Regions from separate parts of the Sander lucioperca genome. Here region 1 is linked to region 2. Evidence: chromatin contacts called from public Hi-C data. All regions are on one chromosome and are shown on one strand. The core of a region is the stretch at or near the end of the contact, and the rest is flanking DNA. Distances in the headings are between cores, read along the strand shown. Region 1 holds the start of gdf3 (protein DVR-1). Region 2 holds the start of creb1b (cyclic AMP-responsive element-binding protein 1b).

Region 1 (4,138 bases), core at 213-2,712, 240 kb before region 2:
AGAAGGAGCTCAATTATCTTTGGAAGTTCAGCGACAAATGAAAAATCAAACTTTAAGTCCAAGTGTTAATTTAGAAAAATGTTCAACTTCAATTTTTTTTTAGCTGTGATTATTGTGTGGTTTAAGTAGGAATTGGGCACCAACTTCTTTTTGTGGAGGGACAACAGACAACACTGACTTGCAAAGACTGAGCTGGATACTAAAATGTGATGCTGCCAACATGGGAGTCAGGACTAAATCTGTGGGGTTGCAAGATCAAGGATGAGAAAGAAACAAGTGAATTTGTTTTTTGTTTTTTTTTTGTGTGTGTGTGTGTGTGTGTGAAATACTGGCTGTTTTTGTGTGAAATACTGGATGCTTTTACCGCCTTGGGCATTTAAAAATATAAACTACACTGTCTGAAAGGGAATGTATTGGTGCTGTCAGTTTGTAGAATTACAGAGAGGAAATACCTGTAATGGACACGAGATGGCGTAAGAAACTCAAAGTGCTGGCAGAACTGTTCAGTAATGCCTCTAACACACTGCAGACCTCACAGCTTTGGGTTGAAATATTGCTGAATAAACTCTAGCATTAGTTTAACATGGTGATCTTTTTTCTGTTGGGTTTGGTGTGTGTATTTCTAGCTACAATCTCTCTCTAGTTGTGGATAGACACCGGGTAGACATGCTAATTAGTAGTGTGCAATGTGTCATTTTTTATACTACTACTATACACCAAAGTCTTTTTTCTTCCTATCTATGTATTCATATTCTACACAAAGTGGTTTTAATGTTTAGCCTAATCAGCGTTCGTGAGGGGTTAGAGGGGTGAAACAAACAGTGACTTTAAGTTGAAAACAAACGATTTTTGATGTAAACATGCAGGAGAGAAAGATTTCAGGCACAGTCTGCCAGTGCATGTTGTTGCTATGTTTTGATCATGTTAAGTCAAGTTAGCTGTGTCGGTTGAAATCGTTCAAATTGCTACAAAATTTGGGGCAGACATTTGTGGTCTCCAGATGATAATCCAAATCATGTTGGTATCTCCTGACCTTTTATGTAGTGCCAGTAACATCCCAATGTTAACAATGGTTTCACTGGGGGACTACATTGTTAGACAGAAGTTAAACAGTTTACAGAGAAGTCTTAAGATTATCTTGGGTAACCATCACCATATCTGTATTTATGCTGCTTTTGTCTTTTTTAAATAGGCCTAATATTTGTTGTTTTGAATGAAATTGAAGTAATGTCCATCTCAGTAATACTAGTTGGCCTATCTTAATTTGATATAGCCTACTTTGGGTAAATTGACCCTTTAATCAACTCACCAGCTTTCTATTTTAACTTCTTCGTCTATAACTCAAACTCTTGGGCTTGGTGAATCTCACACTTATATGGTAAAAGTCTCTAAGTCTCTTCCCGGCCCGCTCACCTTATCTCTGCCTGTCTGCCCGCTTCTCATTACCATAATTATGCAGCTGCACACCGGGAGGTTTCACAGGGTAAAACAAACGCCCCGCTGTCTCTGGGAACAACGTTACAGGTGAGGTACCAACAGACCTGAGTAATACAATCAAACATGAGGCCAAACGTGACTCCTCTGCTGCTGCTAGCGGCGTGTTTCCTCGGTGTGTGTGCTCTTTCACATGTGGAGGAGATGAGGAGCCAGGAGCGGCTCTTCCTCAGCTCCCTGGGGCTCTCCGAGCGGCCTCGGCCCGCGGGGAGCCACCAGCCCCGGCGCCACGTCCCCTCCCCGCTCTGGAGAATGTTCCGGAGGTCAGAGAACATCCAGGCCCGGGAGAGCGACCCCTGCACGGTGTCTGAGTACGGAGTCCGCGGCAACATCATCCGATACGTGCAAGACCAAGGTAGGTCATCATATTTAGTGTGTAGGCTAATGTTGACTGGTTGTAAAGGCCAAATGTGCTCAAGTTGTCATGTGAAGTGTAGTTGCTTCCGCATGACCACAACTTAGGCCTAGATGGAGACCGATCAAATGTAAATTCTGCCTTTAAACTTCTAATTAATTAAAGGCAGAACTCTAGATATTTTTAGTAATTATGCTTCTGAAATACATTTCAGCATTTTTTAAAATCTGCTCACAATGTTGAAGAAAATAAAAATGCGTTTAAAGAAAATAGTAAATTAGTAGGCCTACTTGTGGAGTTTTGGATAGACTTTATAATTCTTATGTACTAATATTCCTTTGCATTGCACAAATATGGCATTTTTATCAGTATCACTGTGTAACTGGCCTCATAGTGGCGTATTCCATGTGTTGTGGTTGTGCAAAGTTTTGCACATCTGTGTTTATAAAAAAAAAGCAGGTTCTGCCAAGATTTGCACTCCGGTATATGAGAGAGAGAGAGAGAGAGAGAGAGAGAGAGAATACACACTATTTATTGATCAAAGTGTTATCAGAAACATGGCAGAGCAATTTTTTTGTCAACATTTCTATAAAAATAGACAACAAAAGGCTTATTATTTTAAGGTGTTTGCACTAAATCCTACTGCAAATGTGCTTTATTTGTGCTGCTAAACATGCAGAGTGAGTACAACCACAGTGTGTGTTTGAGTGAGAAGTAATCGGTCATGACAAATGATTATTATTCTTATTTAGGTTATCATGCATCCCATCGCCACATAAATATAAAACCTAAATAAACCCTTGCTGTTAAAATGCTCCTCTCCCCGCTGATGTTTTGCAGGCAGGCTGATGTCAGGCTGGAGCAGCAGCTGTCAGGCCTGTCTGGAGAAGCAGCTTTTCTTCAACATGTCCGTCCTGCAGCCTGTGGAGCTGCTGTCTCTGGCTCAGCTGGAGATCAAGTTCCACTGGAAGCCCTTCAGATCGGCAGATCTCCTGCAGGGGCCCCGGGCCCTCGGCGTGTCTCTGTATAAAGTGCTTAGAGCCACGCTGAGGGGAGCCAATCCCCAGGCCAACCGCAGACTCCTGCTGTCACAGTCAGTCCAGCTGCAGCCTGAGCCCGCCTCCATCACCATGGACCTCACCTCGCTGGCAGAGAGCTGGCGCACACCGGGACGCAACTACGGTTTGGTTTTAGAGCTGCTTCCTCTCAGCACAGATTCAAAGGAGCTTCTTCCATTTCACCCCGGGAACTCCCTCCCTTCGGAACCAGCCTTCACCCTGCCGCTGATCCAGGCTTCGCTGGTGGCCGTGTCCCTTAATCCCCACCAGTGTAGCTCCAGACAGCGAAGAAGCGCCGTCCACCTCCCAGTGACACCCAGCAATGTGTGCAAGGCCCGCCGCCTCTACATCGACTTTAAAGACGTGGGCTGGCAGGACTGGATCATCGCTCCACAGGGTTACATGGCCAACTACTGCCACGGCGAGTGCCCGTTCCCGCTTAGTGAGAGTCTGAACGGCACCAACCACGCCATCCTGCAGACCCTGGTGCACTCCCTGGACCCGCACGGCACGCCACAGCCCTGCTGCGTCCCCATCCGCCTCTCCCCAATCTCCATGCTCTACTACGACAACAACGACAACGTGGTGCTCCGACATTACCAGGATATGGTGGTGGATGAGTGTGGGTGTCGATGATGTCGGTGGACATTTCTCACTATCAAATATCCACCAGTTATTTTTTTTAAGCTTTTCTTAGTCCAAAGTTAGGAGTCTCAATTTCTTAATGTGACTTAAAGAAACACTATGTAACTTTTCCCATTTTGGTCCCAAAGTAGTTCCAATGAGACAACCTGTAGGGGGACCGAAGAGGGAAAAGTTACATAGTGTTGCTTTAATGCTGTTTGTTTGTTTGTCAGACGAGGTCTTCAGTGTACAATGTTCTTTGCAGTCAATGATATAGAATTTTAACATTTGTATTCTCACGAAATGTAGACATATTTTTTTAATATGAAGGCTGGTGTTAATAAAAATTGCAATAAAGCCACACTGGAGGACTGAATTTGAAAGACAAGTTTTCTTAAGTCTCTAATTTTGGTGGAGCTTTCTTTACTAATCCACACTTAAAGGTCCAATGTGTAGGAATTTCTCCCATCTAGCGTTGAGATCATATATCGCAATCAACTCTCCTGCACCACGCAGTTCAAAGTATGTATTACAGCTACGGTAGCCTTCACGCTTCAAAAAGCCGGTCTCTTGCTCCCTTCAATATCCTTTTTCTTTTTCTGGGCGA
Region 2 (4,560 bases), core at 594-3,093:
CTCAAAATTCTAGCCCAGGATTACAGTATAGGTAGCAAAGAAACCTTGTTCGAGTCCCAGGTTGGAGGTGATAATTTGTTTAAAATAAATCTCATTTTCACAATGATGCATGAGAGAAAATCCTGTTATTTCCTGTGTTTTAGCCAACATTTTTTTCTTCAAAACTTCATGAGTATCTTTGTTTTCTTATGTGAGGTATGCATTTCAATGTACCTGCAGATCCCTGCTGCTGTGTGCATTCAAATCAGAGTTGTATATTGGAGCTCTTTAATATACGGCTCTGATTAAAATGGTCTTATGCTTCCACCTGGTGGTTACAGCTAGAATTACTTTTTTCAGTTCTATTCAAGTGTCCCAGTTAGTCATGACACTGTGACAGTGAGCACTGAGCACAGCATGCACAATACCAAGACCCTGAAACTGAAGCAGCTAAATGAAATTCAGCCATCATTCATTTTATTATTTACACCTGTGACATGTCAAAATGTCTTCTGTGAAGACCTATTTGTTGAAGAAAAATAACTACAAGTATGCATGTGGAGGGGTGTGAATGAATAGTGTTGAGTAGCAGAAGTAAATGTGTAGAGATTCTTTACTTAGTTGTCACGATGATGTATACAAGCCAGATGGTGGTGCAGTGGTTAGCGCTGCCACCTCACAGCTAGAGGGTCCTGGGTTTAAATCCACCGGGAATGTTACTCCTGGCAGTTAACTGGAGACTAACTTGTCCATGTGTGTGAATGTGATCTCAAGAATAGACCCTGTCTCGCCCAGTGTGAGCAAAGACAGGCTCCAGCCTCCCTAAACTATGCTCAGCATTGCAATAAGAGAATCAAGAGAAGGTTCTTCCTTGAAGTGTCTCTACCGACCTGTCACATTCTACTTTAAAGTCCTATTTCTTATAGTGTAGTAGCCCAGAGCAGTTATGTACCAGCCATTCAATACACCAGATATTGTATTGTAGTAAGATTTTATGAATACAACTTTAAACGGTCAGTACACCTAATCACAAAACATAATTCCCCTTTTTGGTATCTTATGCATATAGGTACCATTAGCTTGGAAATACTATTATGTTTGTACTGATGATAACGTAAAAAGATGACATAAACAAATTAAACATCAACTTGTATACCATGGAAACAATGTAATGGTTACCTGGGATGATTAACAGAGTTCACTTTGTCCAGTGGTTGAAGTAGCCAAATATTTTACTTATGTAAAAGTAGCGATACCACAGTTTTAAAATACTGCATTCAAAATCCTACTTGAGTAAAACAAAAGTAGGCTATAAGAATCAAAACATAGGCTTACTAAGCGTACCAAAATCCTTAATCAATAATTACATATCATAATTTATTACTGGATTTATATTTGTATTTCTACTCTAAATCTGCAAGTACCTAGTAGCCTAACTGGAGGTATTAAATACATGTAGTGAAGTAAAAATAAAATGTAGTGAATTAGTAGCCTAACATACAAATAAAAAAAATATACTCAAAATACTCAAATAAATACTCAAGTACAAGCACCTCAAAATTGGTTCGGTGTTGGAGTAAATGCAAGCCTGTTACAGATCCTTCACTGAAATTGCCTGTACTGCCCACCAAAACCAGTTTCATAACCATATTCAACTAAAAATAAAAGAAGAAAATCAGTTTTATGTGATTTAGGTGAACCGAACGACCCTTTAAGTTCTAGTTAATAACAGGCTTTTATGACCACCGTGTTAATCTAATTGTTGTTCTCCTTACATAATTATTAAACTGCTTTTGGCAAACGCTTTACGAAGCAGGAGGGTGTCGTTAGGATCCGCTTCTCCTCGGTATTTCCCGCCCTTCTCCGTTCCCACGTCGGTCATTTTCGCCCACTGTCGCCATCTGCTTTCTCGTTCTTCTCCAATCTCCGTGTTGTTGTTCCCGGTGACGCGGCGGAGGTGTAGCCTGACGCGGGCTCTTACGTGTCGGCCAGAATAAAAGTGGAGCTCCGGAGGCCCGGGAGTGACGAAGGGAGTCTGTATCGGTAAGGACGGAGCGCTGCCCGGGTCTCAGAGAGACCGGTCGCGGCCGAATAAAGTGTTGGTCTGGTCGGGTTCGGCCCGAAGGAAACAAAGAGATCATGGCGCCGCGGTGTGTTTGTAGCAGGATGGAGGGAGGGGAGGCTGCGGCTGTTTGGGAGAAAGGGAGCAAATGTGCGGCTTTGATAAAGAACCAGGAGTGACAGTCTGTGGGTTAACACAACAGAAACTGTGATAGGACTTTAGCGTTGTTAATACACTCAAATGGCAAACTATGCTATAAGAAACAGAGATGTATGCGCAAAGATGTGCGCAGTTTTCCCAGTTAACGGCGCATTGGACACATCAGCCGCGATATGTTAATTTATTTCTGCTATTTGCTCGATTTAATTTAATGTTTGCAATCTCATATATATTATTTCTGAATCTACACCTGCTCAACTTGTCGATAATTATCTTGTTTCTTTTTTCCATTCATTTTGTCTTGATAGAAATCGGCCATGTGCAGGCCGTCGCGTTTGGTTGCATGTTGAAAACATGAACTCAGGCCCGGAGATTCAACAAGCATCTTGTATTTTTAGTTTGAATAGTTTCGGTGTGTGCGTTGAGGGGGCGTTGCCCGGCCATGTGGCACTGCTGTCACACTTGTAAGTGATTTTTGAAAAGCAGAGGGAGAAATGTGTAAAGCCAATCATGCAGCAGAGAGAAGCTACGCACAGTGTGAGATCACTGAACAACACGTTACCAGATCAACACTCACTGAGCCGCCTGCAGTCAGATCTCCCAGGCTCATAAGCTCCTTTATTATAATGATAATGTCTGCAGGTGGATTGGTTCAGAGCAGGAGGATCAACAAGAGTTTAAAGTATCCAGAAGATGAATTACTTTCTTCTGTCTAGTAAGACAGGGTTGAATCACAGGGGTTATTATCAGTGGTGGAAGTAACTAAGTACAGTTACTCAAGTACTGTACTTACTGTAAGTACAAATTTGAGCTACCTGTACTTTATTAATTCAACCGACGCATAGAACATTCATACAAATATTTTAAATAGAATCAAATTAAACAATATTCAGTTACTTTTATATACAGAAACGTGTATACATACAGTGTATACCTAGAGAGACTTTGGTTTACAGTGGGAATGAGGGTAGTGCCAAAAGTAGTGGTATGGTCATGTGCAAAACCAGCATGACAGAAAGTCATACTTTCGACTTCATTTCAGAGGCAAATATTGTCCTTTTGACTTGAGCGAAACTCTGTCACCAACAAGAAATAAATATATAATAAATAAAAATATCAGAACATGGGATTGAAGACCACATCATCGTTATTGTAAGCAGTACATGCTGGGATGCCAGTCTTGTATAAACAGTTCATCCAGACAAACTTGTAACCACTGTAGCACCACACCCCCTTTTGGCCTTCAACGTTTTTCTTTATTCATTCATTTCATTCTCCATTTGGTTTTTCTAATATTTTCCCACAGTGTATTCAATATGAATAGAAACACCTTGAACTAAAATGAAATCCATTCTGACACCACCACAAACTACATCCTCCAGAATGCAGGTGAATCAACACCACTCTGTGTCAAGGTGTCAACAAAAACTGAACACTATCAGATTCATAAATGTAGAAGATTATATTTATGGCAGGTTGCTTGTCTTGATTAGCATCCTATTGTCATATTCATCATATTGTACATCTATTGTACATTTTAAGCACTATACGGTAAAAAAACAAACATCTGTGGCATCTCTGTATCAGAGAAAGTGGTTTGTAAATCTTTGATATTGTTGAATACCTCGTGATACATAAGAGCCCATTTATTATTTTATTTAAAACATAATTTAATGCCAAACCATTCATATTCTTTCATTACAGACTTATACAGCTATCTAAGTCATAACTTCTTACATCTGCGTAGGACCTGACACAAATGTATTTTTCTCACTTTAAAAAACAGTAAGGTGCAGTGGGTCACAGTTAAGGTACTTTGAGACAAGAAAAACTTGTGTATATATATATATATTGTTATTTATGGTGTAATAAACTTTGATGGAAGTGGTCAGTGGCAGAAATGGAACTATTCTGAATTTACAGGTGGAACCCCGAAAAATAAGATCAGTCAACACGGAACATCATTGTCCTGTCCTGTTTGAAGGTACCTCAGGACCAGTTATTTAACAATTGCCCTGATGTTTTCCTAAGTGCTCCACCACGTAATTAATCAAGACCAGATGCAGATGCTATTATCAAGTGCACACATTCAGCCTCCTTGAGTTCAGCACCCATATCTTCATACTGAATTGTATGACTACTGTTGGTGCAGCAGAAGACCAACTTTTCTTTACCATAGACTAGAACTAGAATTACATTTTTGGGCATCAGGGGGATTCCCAACCTTTTTAGATTGCAGGAACATTCTGGGAACATCCTTTGAGGTTCCTTCATTCCTATATGATTTAGAATAAATGTAAGAACATTTTCTTAAGATATCTGCAGTTCGTTTTCCAAAAAAGAAACTTTATTTGAAGGAC

The links. Hi-C and Micro-C count contacts between places; a contact is called where the count stands out from the background.
Region 1: a contact with region 2 is called in a Hi-C map of liver, with 8 times the contacts expected there. The contact joins the promoter of gdf3 here to the promoter of creb1b in region 2. A contact is called at or near these places in 2 of 2 Hi-C or Micro-C datasets (liver and muscle).

What each region holds. Positions count from the first base shown.
Region 1 is chr8:37,180,956-37,185,093 of SLUC_FBN_1.2, reverse strand. It overlaps gdf3 (protein DVR-1), which reads left to right and starts at 1,462. Exons shown (of 2, transcript XM_031279512.2): 1 at 1,462-1,849; 2 at 2,690-3,636. The coding sequence starts at 1,561. The coding sequence ends at 3,543.
Region 2 is chr8:36,941,755-36,946,314 of SLUC_FBN_1.2, reverse strand. It overlaps creb1b (cyclic AMP-responsive element-binding protein 1b), which reads left to right and starts at 1,843. Exons shown (of 8, transcript XM_031279699.2): 1 at 1,843-2,022.